Regions from separate parts of the Pan troglodytes genome. Here region 1 is linked to region 2. Evidence: chromatin contacts called from public Hi-C data. All regions are on one chromosome and are shown on one strand. The core of a region is the stretch at or near the end of the contact, and the rest is flanking DNA. Distances in the headings are between cores, read along the strand shown.

Region 1 (5,836 bases), core at 2,974-5,473, 500 kb after region 2:
TAAATCCATCTTTTATTTTAATTCATTGGTTTACACTGCATAGATTCATTCTCCTCTTCCTACTCCCACACCAGTTGAAATAAATTCAGTTGTTTCTGTCTCAGAGGAAGGTCACATCCATTCTAACTGAACAGGGCCTAAGGCTGATTCTGGAAATGACTCTGTAGCAGAACATACCTGCTAAATATTTGTGGTGTCTTTAGACAGATAGAATGTAGCAGGTTCAGAATAAAAGAAATATAGCACTTTCTTTTTAAAAATTTTTTTACATTAAAAAAATTTTTTATTTTGTAGAGTCAGGGTCTCACTATGTTGCCAAGGCTGGTCTTGAACTCCTGGGCTGAAGCAGTCTTCCCGCCTTGGCCTCTGAAAGTGCTGGGATTACAGGTGTGAGCCATCACACCTGGCCCAAAATAGAACCCTTTCAAAAGCCTGTTAGTTTTGTATAATTTTAACAGAGGCAGAGATATTCATTATTCATTATTACCCATTATTTTTTCCAGAAATGTTTCCTAAAAGGCTCTTATGTTCCAGATCAAGTGCTGTGTGCTGGGGATTCAAAGGTGAAACTTAGCCTTGCCCTTGAGGAGCCCACAGTCCAGGAGAGATTGAGGGAGACTCAGAGCTAAATAATGAAAACTCCCCATAAGGGAGACTTCTGAGAGGACAGCACTGATTGCCCAAAAGGCCAAAAAGGTTTCCTAGTGAACGTGGGGGTGAAGCTAATCACAGAGGGCATTTTTCTTTCTGAAATGAGAATAGACCTAAAAACAAAACAAAACAAAACAAAACAAAACCTGTCAACCATGAGGTCCAGCACAAGCTGAGAGTGACACAAAGCTGGCTAGGGCCAACGACAACCGCGAAAGCAGGAGAGGATCGAAACACGATGTAGGCTGAAAATACTTTTAAAAAATTGAAAATATTTTCAAAAGCAGGTGAGGAAACAAGAATCACTCGTTGATCCTTTTGATCAGGCCACATTGGGATGTGTGAATCTCCTGCTACTTTGAATTGATCAAAGTACTGATCATTTAACTTTTCTACTTACCCCGTAGCTCTTGGTTGGATTTTGTTCTTTGTGTGGACGGCTTGTGATTTAATAGCAAGTGTGGGTAGATTTCAACTGGGCTCTCTGCGTCTGAGCAGCCTCTCCTCTCAGCCTCATATAGCAGGTGCCACTACAGCCCTGGAAGGTAAATATGAATGTCACTAGACGTCTCTGAAACCACAGACTTTTAAAACTGACTTCCTATCAGACTCTGTAGGGCCCTGGTCTCTGAAGGTAAGAAATTTTCAACCCTCCAGTTCCTGTGGCTTTTGAGAGAACATCCCAGGAGGACTCTACAGGACCAATGATGATGGGTAAAATTAAATCAGCCCATGAGTCCCAAACATTGCAGTTACAGTTACAAGTATCATTCATTATCAATATACTCCCCAAGAATTAAATTGAGATGTATAAGTGTGCATATGCGTGTGCACACAAGTGTGTACGTGTAATCAATATGAGTAATTTCCATCCCGGGTCTGGTTTTTACACTTCATTTTTCCAGTCCCTGAGAGCCCTAAAAAATCTAGTGTCCCATAACCCAACAGAATGCTAAGAAGTTAATGCTTTTGTTGTTTACACTTATATCACACTTCTCTGTCACTTTCTTCTCTGGGACTCCTGCAGTAAGTATTTGGGTGCTAAACATTAATATTTTTTAACAAACAACATGTTGCAGAGTCATTTGTACCTTCCCATATGGTTGATATATAATATTCATCTTCTACCCCTTTCTGGGAAAATACAAAGCAATGACGTGAGATGCTTCAGTCTCAGGTCCCTGAACTTGCCAGTACATGACGGGGGGCCTTGGCCTTGGATGGAGAATGTTTTGCTCATCCTGGAATGTTCCTCTCCCCCTCACTCTAAGAACCTGGATAGTGGTCCTGAACTTCTGAATCCCTCCTCCTCACCAAGTCCCTTGGGGGTGCACCTCGTTCCTGAGAAGTGCTGCAGGTAGGTACCTTCTACTGGAAAATGGGGCAGAGGCCAAGGTAGAATGGAAAAGAGACTCCTGGGATTCACAATGAGGACATGGAGACCCTGAACTGTTGGATTTGAAAAAGGTGAGGGGCTCATTGAAAGGAAGCAACCAGCCAAAAACAGTGAAATTTGTGAACTTGTGTCATGTTCCAACTTTGTCACATCCTGTGCTTGCGAGGTGTGGATCAGACTGTAATTCCATCTGAACATGGCAGAAATGCAGTGGCTGACTCAGACCTGTATTTTAGCAAGTTCTGTGTCTCTTCCTTTGTAGTCTTTCTAATTGTGCTGCTGCCGTTGGCCGCCTCTCCAGCTTCCAGGGTGGCTGTGTGATTTCTAACATCCTCTGCTGACTTCCCAGATGCTGAGCCAATGCTACGTCCTTCCCACTTGCCACTGGCAAGACACAAGGACCTCCCATTATTCTCAAGTCCAGCATTCAGCAACCCCAGGCTTGAGTCCCAGCTCTGCCACCTATGACCTATGTGATCTTGAGCAAAAGTACCCAAATCTCCTTAGCCTCATTGTTTTTCCATGATAACATAGTCTCAATCCAATAGGAGTTTCGTAAGGACTAAGCGAGAGCAAGCTTTTTAAGTTGCTTGGCCCAAATCCCACCCTGAAGTAGTTCAATATACATGTGCTGTTTTTCACAGGATGATTTTATATTAGGTGGTTATATAGCATCTGTAACAGTCCACCTTCCCACTCTGATGTGGTGATTTTGGCAGAGGCAATGGCTGGGAATGAGTCTCCATGGTTAGGAACTTCGCTCTCCAGGATGACTCAGGGACCAAAACAGTCACGTTGTAATGCTAAGCCTGTGCGGAGCTTCTTAGGGGTAGGAGGCATAGAATACATCATGTGCCACTGAGCTAAAGAATTGCCATGCCATGCAGTGGTCACACTCTATTCTGTCAGTCACTGGTTTGAATAGACCTAGGAGAAATGCTTCCATACATCAAGACAGCCAGACCAAATCCTGATGCAAAGCCCAAGGCTAGCAGACTCAGAGCAAGTTCAAAAGGTGAGAAAAGAATGGAGTTACCTCGCTCTGTGACTGTGATGGTCTTAGTTAACCAATCTTGGGCCCCAGAATCCTTGGGACGGTCATGGTCAATTGAGCTGTGGATACCACACCCTTCACTGGGTCCCAAAATCCACTCAGGCTTCCCTTCCCACATGTTTCTGGAACACCCTCCATCTCCAGCAAGAGTTCTCAGATAGCCTGCCAATGAGTCTTGGTGTGGCTGGTCCCCAAGGTGGGCTGCCCAGCTTCAGAAGCCACCTCCTCTCTGGCCCTGGGACACCAGCCTTCTGCTGCAGGTCACCTCATCCTATAGCAGCTAAGCTCCTCCCTTCACTCACTGTCTTGTAAATGGACCAAGACCCTTCCCTTAACTCCCTGCAGCAATTGCTGAGACCAGATTTTGAAATTGTGGACAAGACTTGACTGATGCTATTGGGGCTAACAGGAGAGAAATATAACATAGACACTTGGAATACAACTGCAACGAGAGGGGGTCAGACCAGCCTTCCTGCTCAGTTTCCAGTCTTCTATGGTCCCCCAAAGACAGAGGGTGAGCTATGCTTCCTCTCCCTTCATCCCCTACCAAAAAGCCACACTCAGAGACCCAGATGTCCCTCAATCCTAACCCAAAATAAACATCACCCAGCAGATCACCATGTCTCAGTCTAAGACATCTGCCTCCAAGTTAAATTGCCTCCCAGTTCGACCCTCAGACCCGGGCTACCTGCCTCCACACAGGTTTAATCCAAGAGCCCACCCAGAGGCTTTTAGAAAACAATGATGTCTCCCCCAAAAGTAAATTGATGCATTCACAAAAATGGCTAGCAGCTTTTAAACCATTTTTCTAGTTCCTACTTATCAGGATTTCAAAATCTTAGAGCTGGTTGCACCAAGGACACTGTTAAAATAGGAGCTGCTCTATCACTGAAATCACTTCTAAAAAAAAGAAACTGCAAAGGACTCAGGTTTCCATCAGCCGAGCTTTCACGATGAGTGTCCTATGCAGGGCCATTTGGCCACATAGACACAAACCCTCTGCACTGAAGCGTCCTGTTCTTTGTTTCCATTCTTTCACGATGAGTGTCCTATGCAGGGCCATTTGGCCACATAGACACAAACCCTCTGCACTGAAGCGTCCTGTTCTTTGTTTCCATCCTTTCACTCCCTCCTCGGTGGCAGGGCTGTTCTCGCACGCTTTGTGCCCTGCGTAATTGCTCTGCTGAGAGCCGATGAGTCACCCATCACCACTTCTTTTTTTCTTTCTTTCCTTGCGTCAGCTGAAGTTAGTCAATATAATGTGCCACTATAATGTTCAGGATACTGTAAAGAAAATCTCTTATTTTTATTTTTATTTTTGTAAAAACTCCAGCTTAGCTGGTCTTTGGAAAATAACTGGAAGGATCTAGTATTTTCCGCAAGTTGAAGCACTCTCGAGATGTTTCCTATGTTTTAATTCTTTGGCAAATGCCAGTTTCTTATACGATATAGGAGAAAAGAATTGATTAAAAATATGTGTTTTGAATCAAAACTGACTCAGTTAAAAATATATATATGTAACTTAGTCATGCAACCTGCTAGGCACCATTTGTAGGTAGCTCCACGGAAGAGCTCCCTCCAGTTGGAATCCCATTTCCAGTTTGAGATACCTTAGCACATCTCCCAGCCCCTCCCCCCCACCAGGGTCCTGATGCCCCATCTATGGAAGCTGGACTTTCCCTATACGTGCCCAGAGCCCTGGGAGCAAGAGTGAGCTTTGGAGGGGACAGGGTAGGGAACCCCAGGGCTCCTCCCAGGGTTCTGGACAAAGAAGAAGAAAGTCCTGGAGTCCGTGAAGAAAGAACTAGGTTATTTATGGGAGAAATAAAACATCAGAAAGTACGTAAATATTTGAATAAACTTGTCTCAATAGCTTAATTGGAATATTAGTTTTGACATCTTTCATTCTCTCCCCGTCTTCACCAAACATCCAGCAAAGCTTGGGTAACTCCTTCCTGAGAGCCAGGGGATGTGGAGATGATTGAGATCTGACCTTTGCTCCTGAAAACTTACCCAGACCATAGGGGTCCAGTGACCACCATTGTGATGGGGATGCTGTGAACAAGGGAAGCAGAGCTTGCTAAGACAACAGACAGGACAGGAGGAGCCTATACAAAATGGAGAGATCAGAAAAAGTTTCGTTAGTGCCTGATCATTAAGTACCAGGCAATGTGCCCTACCAAAAAGAGATGCATGTCTACCAACATGCCACTTCCTAAATCCCAGCTCACATTTAACAAGCTCTTTTAGTGACACTAGAATTTTGTGAATTAGATTTGTACCAAAACTAGCCCCACTCTGATCCCCAGAACCACACAAGATGATGACAGCCGTAGGTGTGGAATCCAGCCTTCCTGGGAGAAGTAGGGCAGGAACAACCCACTGACAGCCAGTGTGAGAGCAGCATTTGCAGCCCGGGTTACCTGCTCCACACTGGTTCTGCAACCCAGCTTCCTGCCACAGACCTGCCCATCTAGGTCTGGGAACGCTGCGCGCACGCGCACACACACACACACACACACACACACACACACACACCCCAGATCTGGAGGGGCAGGTGCTTAATGCATTTTGTTCCACAGCAGGTGAGCAGCGCAATCTAATTCTTGACTCATAGATCAGGGTGGGAAGCGGACTTCCACTGAAAGCATGCCCTCCTCTCTCTGTGACGCCTGCATTCAGCCAGGAGCCCTGCGCATGAGATAGCAAGATTAATGAAAGTCTGACTAGCAGGC
Region 2 (6,261 bases), core at 1,444-3,943:
TCCCAGGCCTGCTGTGTTCTCGCTGGTCCCGGGTTTGGACGCCAGCGAAGGAAGGCGCGCCCGCGCTCTCCATCGGGGGGACTCGAGGGCAGCGCCGTGCGGGGAACATCCCGGCCAGCCTCGGCCATTCGAGGGGACTTGCGTCCCAGAGGAATTGCCCTCATCTATCCCACCAGCGCCGACAAGCTCAAACAATGGCGCGGACGCCCACCCTGGTGGCCTAACCAGGACCTGGCCCCGCTCAGCCGCCAGGCCTTCCGGGACAAGCCCCTTCCTGGCACTTTCTCTTGGAGCGCTTTGGGGAGAAGGGAGGGGGACTGGGCTCATTTGGAGGAGCAAAAGACAGCCCTCGCGGAAAAAGAAAGAAAAATCAGCAAAATCGCCTTAGCAGTTCAACCAAAGGTCAACAGCAGCGTTTCCCCAGCAGCTGACAGGTCAAATGGGCAGGAAACAACTGCGGGGAACAAAGCCCCCCGCTGTCCGGCAGGGGCGAACCCGGCTCCTCGGCACTGAACAGTTTTGTTGTGCTTTTTGGAGGGGAGAGGTTTCCGCCCCCTTTCCAGCTCCCTTCCTCCCTGGTGGACAGGTCGGAAGAGGAGCGTAAAGGAAAGGAAGGGAGGGAGGCGGCGAAGGCGCCTGCGGGGGGAGGAGCGGCTCTTTGATGGGTGTGGGGGGGTCTGAACTGCCTCCCGGGCTCGGAAGCGCAGACCCTACCCGCGCGGAAGAATGCGCGGAATGCGGCGGCGGGAGGCGGGGGCGCAGCGCGGCGGGGGGCGCCCGGACCCCACGCGCCCTGCCCGCTCCCTAGCCCGAGGGCCGCGGACCCACCCTGCCCTGCAGGTGTGGCGGGCGCCAGGTCCCTCCAGGGACTCGGACAGCACGCGATTTTTCCAGGATTTCCGACTACCAAATGTGACAAGACAGCCTCGCCGCCGAGAGTTTCGCCAGGGCTCGCTAAAATCCGGCACGCGCCGCCATCAGATAGTCGAAAATCCGGGCTGAACAAAAGGTGATCATTCTCCGCTGCCGGGATTTGCAGGCGCTAGAGGACCGGTTCCGCCCGGCGTCCCCCAGATACCCAGTCCTTCAGCCTCCCGCTCCCAGAGCCTGGATCTAGCCCGGGACGGGGATTGGCCACCTTCCAAGCTGAGCTCGGAGTTGGGCAGCGGGAACGCAGATACAGATCGCTCTACACAGTGTGTGCAAACCAATCTCCCTTTCTGCATTTGCCAGGGTCTTGTTTTCAGTGAAACTGGCAAGGCCAATTGTACCTCGGCGCCCACCCCTCTTCACCTTTTCTCCACCTCTGGGATTCTCCCGGTCCGGCTCAGTGTAGGGCCCCAGCACGCCAAACCAACAGGCCTATCTTGTCCCCACGCGCCCCGTGGTACTTGGAAACTGTTCCCGGGACTCAAGATGGACCGCGCAGAGGAGTCGCTTCATCCTCGAGGCTAGGACCGTTAATGTCAATAAACGGGGCCTCGCTAGGACGGTGCGGAATTGCAGGTGACCGGAGAAACCCGTCCGCACTGTCTCTGAGGACTTGAACCTCGCACTTGCACAGAAACCTTGCAAACCCCTACACACCAACACACACAAAGGGGCGCGCGGGGATCCCCGCAACCACGAATCACGCCGGGGACTCCTTCCCGTGCCAATAAGGCATAGGCCGCCAAGACCCCCTCCATCTCCCCGACTCCAGCTAGCGCCCGGAGCCCTCGTTTACCTTTGAGCAGGCAGATGTCGGTGCGCTCGGCGTTGCGGCGCAGAGCCTGCACCACCAGCGACACGGTGCTGTCCTCGCGGAGGCTCTCGGCGCGCGGGCTGCGCTCGTCGTAGACGATGACCGCCGAGTAGAGGCCGGAGCGCAAGCGGGCGCGTACCTCCTCCTCGGCGGGCAGGATCTGCTCCAGGCTCACGGAGCCCTTAGCCCGCCGCCGCACGATGGTGTTGCAGCGCACGTTGACCGAACCTCGGATGTAGCCCGCGCTGTGCGCCAGGAACGGTCTGCAGTCCAGCAGCAGGCACTTGCCGCCGCTCGGCAGCCCCAGGGTGCCGTGGCTGCCGCTGCCGCCCGCGCCGCCGCCGTTCTCGTCCCGGTTCATCAGCCTTTTGAGCACACTGCAGTCCATCTCCCGCAGCTCCTCCATCGTCACCATGGTCGCCGGGAACCGAGGCGGCTGGGCGCGCGAGGAAGAGAACCCGGGCCGCCTAGGCTGCAGAAAGGGGCGGGCGAGAGCTAAGAAGGGACGCCTGCAGAAGTGGCCGCAAACTTGGTCCTCAAGGGCTCCCGCGGGCGAGCCTCTTCTCCCCTGTCCCCTTCCTCCCGCAGCCTCGCGGTCACATAGCAGTCGGAGCGGCCTCGGGCGCCCAGCCGGGCGGCGCGCAGAGCGGAGGGGGAGGCGCCGGTGGAGGAGAGTGTGTTTACGAGAGAGGACCGCGGACTCTTTTCGGCGACGGCCTCCCGTGTATTTTTGCCGGTCGCGCGGCTCCTGTCGCCACTGGCGCCAGCGCTGCCGCTGCCTACGCTCCTCCGGCGCTCAGCGCACTGCCCCAGCCAGAGTTTTCTCCTCGGCTTAGAGGTTTATTAATGCTCCTCCGCGCTCCCGGGGGAGGGGGCGCTAGGTACTACCCCGCCAGGCCCCGCCCCGTTCCATTCCGGGCCCCGCGCCGTCCCCCGCCCCCCGCGCTGACTCCCCGCCCCCTCCGGGCCCCTCCTCCCACCCCCTCCCCGGAGCTTGAATGGAGCGCGGCCGCTGGCTCCCGGTCACGGGAACTCGACGTCACAAAGAGCGGAGTAAACAGGGCGCCGGGTGCTCGCCATCAGGCCCATTCATAAAACCGAGGCCGAGAGGAAGAGGGAGGCGGCCTCCGACCCGCCGCCAGCGGCGGGCAGCGCCCGGACTTTGTGAATGGAGCGCGCGGCGCCTTTCGCCGTCTACCCGCGGGCCCAGCCTGCGCCGCGCCTCCAGCCCGACACCGGCACCTGTGCCGCCGCTGCACCCCGCCGCTAGGCGGGCGGCGCCAAAGGAAATAGCCGGCTGAGGAGGCCAGGGCTCGGGTTTGAGCTTTCATCCCTTGGCACCTTCGCGCTTCCCCGCGTGACAGCCCCGTAGGTTTTTCCCGGTTACCCAAGTGGAGAGGGGACCGGAGCGCCGCTGCCCACCCAGCGGGGCCTGACACCTCCTAGCCCCAGACTCCCCGTGCGCTTTCGGCCCGGCCAGTCCTTTCTGAATATGCGATTCCTGAGACGTTAGCGCATGCATTAGCGTGATCGATTTTCATCTAAAGCCATTAAATCAGTTTTATAGCTTCCCCAAGAACGTGGGCAACCCCCTGCTTGGAAGATGAAAGAGAAAGTCCTCCCGCCCGAAGCCCAGGATCGGAGTGAGGTGTGGGGTTTGTTGCTTTACTACCCAAAGGGAGGCATTAATTGCCGGAATGGTGTTCCGAGGGAGGAGAGCAGGCTGCGCTCCTGTCCACGCTTCCTAAAAGATGTTTATTTAACCCTGGTCGGGGGAAAAACAAGGTTTTCGGGTTTGGGAAACGTCTTCACCCTATCTTGCATAGTTGTGAATTATCCTTTTAGGAAATGACAGGGTCCACATTTGTTGCGGAGCTGGACCTTGGAAAATGTACCCGCAAAGAATGACCTTTTGAAAGGACTTCAGCAGCTCTGGGTCCGATTCATGTTTCTGGGCATCCCTTTTTCCTGGTCACGTAGCAGCCCTCCCCATCCCCATTTCTCTTTTGCATTTAATTTCCCAGAGGCAGCTTTTGGCTGGGGGTTTGTGCACGCACGCGGTGGGGACCGTGCAGAAGCCAAAAATCATTCGCCCGACATCTTGCCAAGTCTTGTTAGTGAGAATTAATCACAGAGCAAGGGAGTTACAGGACTCGCTCGCAGTTTCGGAGGCTGCAGAGTAGCGTATTCCATTACGGGGCGCGCGTGGAAGCCCGACCCAGGCAGCGAGGGCACGGGTACCCGCCGGGTCTCTCCCGCCCAAGCTCACCCTCTCACCATGCCTTTGTTCCGGGCGGAGCGGCTTTCCCGAGCTCTCACCTCCGGTCCCGGGGGCCATCCCTGCACTCCCCGACCGGAGCTCGGCGGAGCCTCCACTTCTGAGACCTTCGACTGGCCTCGTCCCCCACTGCGCCCCGAATGCCTCGACCCCCGGGCCCTACTCGGATGGGCTGTAGGGGCACCGCTTGGGCAAGGTGATATTTCCTTTTGCTCCGGGCTCCAAAATGGCTTACGATGGCACTGCACGGATCCTTTCTCTTTTTAAAATTTAGTATTTTATTCATCATGGATTTTTTGCATTTTTTTTTTCTTTTAAAGAGGCATCGCATCAAGATATTTCTTTTGATTACTGACTTTTCGGCGCCCTTCTTAAATGTTGCGCTCAAGGCTTGTGCTCACCCTAGTCCAGGCCCTGGAAGGGGCCACAACTGTGGACTGACCGAGGCTGCCCGGTGGCAGGACCCTGGGCGTCGGGCACTCCGGGTGGGAGATCAGTGGTCAAAGCCGCACGGCGTGGCCTCCCTGTGGGGAGGGCAAAAGGTGTCTGAGTCCAGTTTCCCATTCTGCTGAATGGGACTGTGGGGGTCTATCTAATAACTCGCTTTCGATAAGGAGCAAGGAGCCCCAGGGGCCCCTACAGTCCAAGGCTGATTTTGCTTTCCCGGGTTGCTCTCCAGCAGCTCAGAAATCCGCCGCCTGCCAGGACCCAGGGCCGGAGCTCTCCCGGCGCAAGTAAACACTGATTCCTTTACAAAGGCTTTAACAAGACATTTCTGGAAAAAGCCTCTCAGGAGGCAGGTCCGGGCCAATTTCACGCGTGTCGCAGGAGCTGGGGAGACGTCCCTGGGGCGCACGGGTCGCGCTCTGGGCCAGCCTTTGTCTAGCCTGTTCTGGGGTCGCCTCCCCCGCCGGACCCGCGCCTGGCTCTCACGTGGCCAGTAAATAACAGTCAAATCCAGGGGGAGGAAAATGCCCACAGAACAAAGAGGCTTGCTTTCTGCACCTGACAGTAATCGCTGGTGGAGAAGCCCTAAATCCCGCAGGCGATTCACACGGAAAGGGGTGTGGGAGGGCGCGTGTGAGTGTGTGTGTCCACGTGTGCGTGCCCGCGCCTACGCGGCTGTTCACTGGAAGGGAGTCACAGCTTGGGACTTAATGTGTTTAAGCCGAGAGCCACTTGAATTGCGAAAGCGAAGGCCTGATTTTTAAAAAAGACTAATTTTTAAAATCCACACCCCATTGCCAACTCAGGAATTGGCCTTCAGTTGTGTGAATTTCAGCAAAGGAGATTTAAGTTACCATATTGTATTTATCGGGATACTGTGTAAACACCCTAGATATATATTTTTTAATTGTATGTTTGTGAACCATTGGTCCACAGTTAAATGAGTACAACGCGAGGGCTACTCCATGCCGGCTGTAGAGATAATGATAAAACCTGTCTCCAATTCGTCTGCAGTCTGTGGACGAAACATAACCATTTTAAACAGGAACCTTGTGAAACAGCTTGTCAATGAGCAGATCTTGGAGAAAACAAAGGCAATTTGGAGCAAGACACGGAATGTCATTTCAAAGTTAATTTAATTAACTAAGGCATATTTGTAGAAATTGGGATGGGATTGCCCAAGGAGAGGTCTTTTATTTATATTCAGCAGTAAACCTCGGGGTGAAAGAACTTTTAAAAATTCACTGTGACAAGTAAATCCAGCTTCTCTTTCATCAGTCAGTCCTTAGACCGACCTTATTAGTCACTGTCAGGCTCCAGCAAAACGCCTGCTCTTGTTTAGGAACATTTCTTTCCAATTAGGAAGTTGTATGATCGGGGAATCTAAAGCCCGGAGTAGAATCCCCAGAGAGAAGTACAGCTTCTATTCTAGTTTTGATGCCAACCTCTGACTCACTGCTCTGTCCCAAAGTGCCTGAATAAAACTTGCCTGAAAAATCATTAATGAATTAATTAAGGTGGTGATGGAAAGAAAAGTCCTGTGGCTTTTCCTTTCTTGAGCAAAGAGGCAGCCTTGCTATTACGTCGAACTGGAACAGGAATAATCCATTTTGCACAGATCTTGTTGGTTAGGCTTCTTAGATCAACTAATTAGGGAACTTGCCCCCTGGTAGTGGGAAGGCTCAAAAGAACTGGGAGACCCTCTCCTGCTCCTGAAAGCAGAGAAGCCTGTGGTCTACACAGCGTGTTCTTAGGCAACGTTTAGAAATGGAATTGAGAAATGCCTGTCCTT

Evidence for each region. A called contact is a pair of places that touch in the nucleus more often than the background predicts.
Region 1: a Hi-C map of stem cell-derived neural progenitor cells shows a contact between it and region 2, with 4 times the contacts expected there. The contact joins the enhancer-like site here to the promoter of DUSP4 in region 2. A contact is called at or near these places in 1 of 7 Hi-C or Micro-C datasets (stem cell-derived neural progenitor cells) and 1 of 1 datasets of contacts at active chromatin or transcription factors (stem cell-derived excitatory neurons).

What each region holds. Positions count from the first base shown.
Region 1 is chr7:38,211,593-38,217,428 of NHGRI_mPanTro3-v2.0_pri, forward strand. LOC129135683 (a long non-coding RNA gene) reads right to left here. Exons shown (of 5, transcript XR_008536678.2): 2 at 5,115-5,209; 3 at 1,052-1,189. Among named protein-coding and RNA genes, the nearest start is that of SARAF, 240 kb to the right of the region's middle. Within about 2 kb of position 4,224, at least 9 of the 24 cell types and tissues checked have an H3K27ac peak or open chromatin away from gene starts, as enhancers often do. A contact at or near this core is called in stem cell-derived neural progenitor cells, where this site is marked.
Region 2 is chr7:37,711,660-37,717,920 of NHGRI_mPanTro3-v2.0_pri, forward strand. It overlaps DUSP4 (dual specificity phosphatase 4), which reads right to left and starts at 2,694. Exons shown (of 4, transcript XM_520046.9): 1 at 1,727-2,694. The coding sequence starts at 2,159.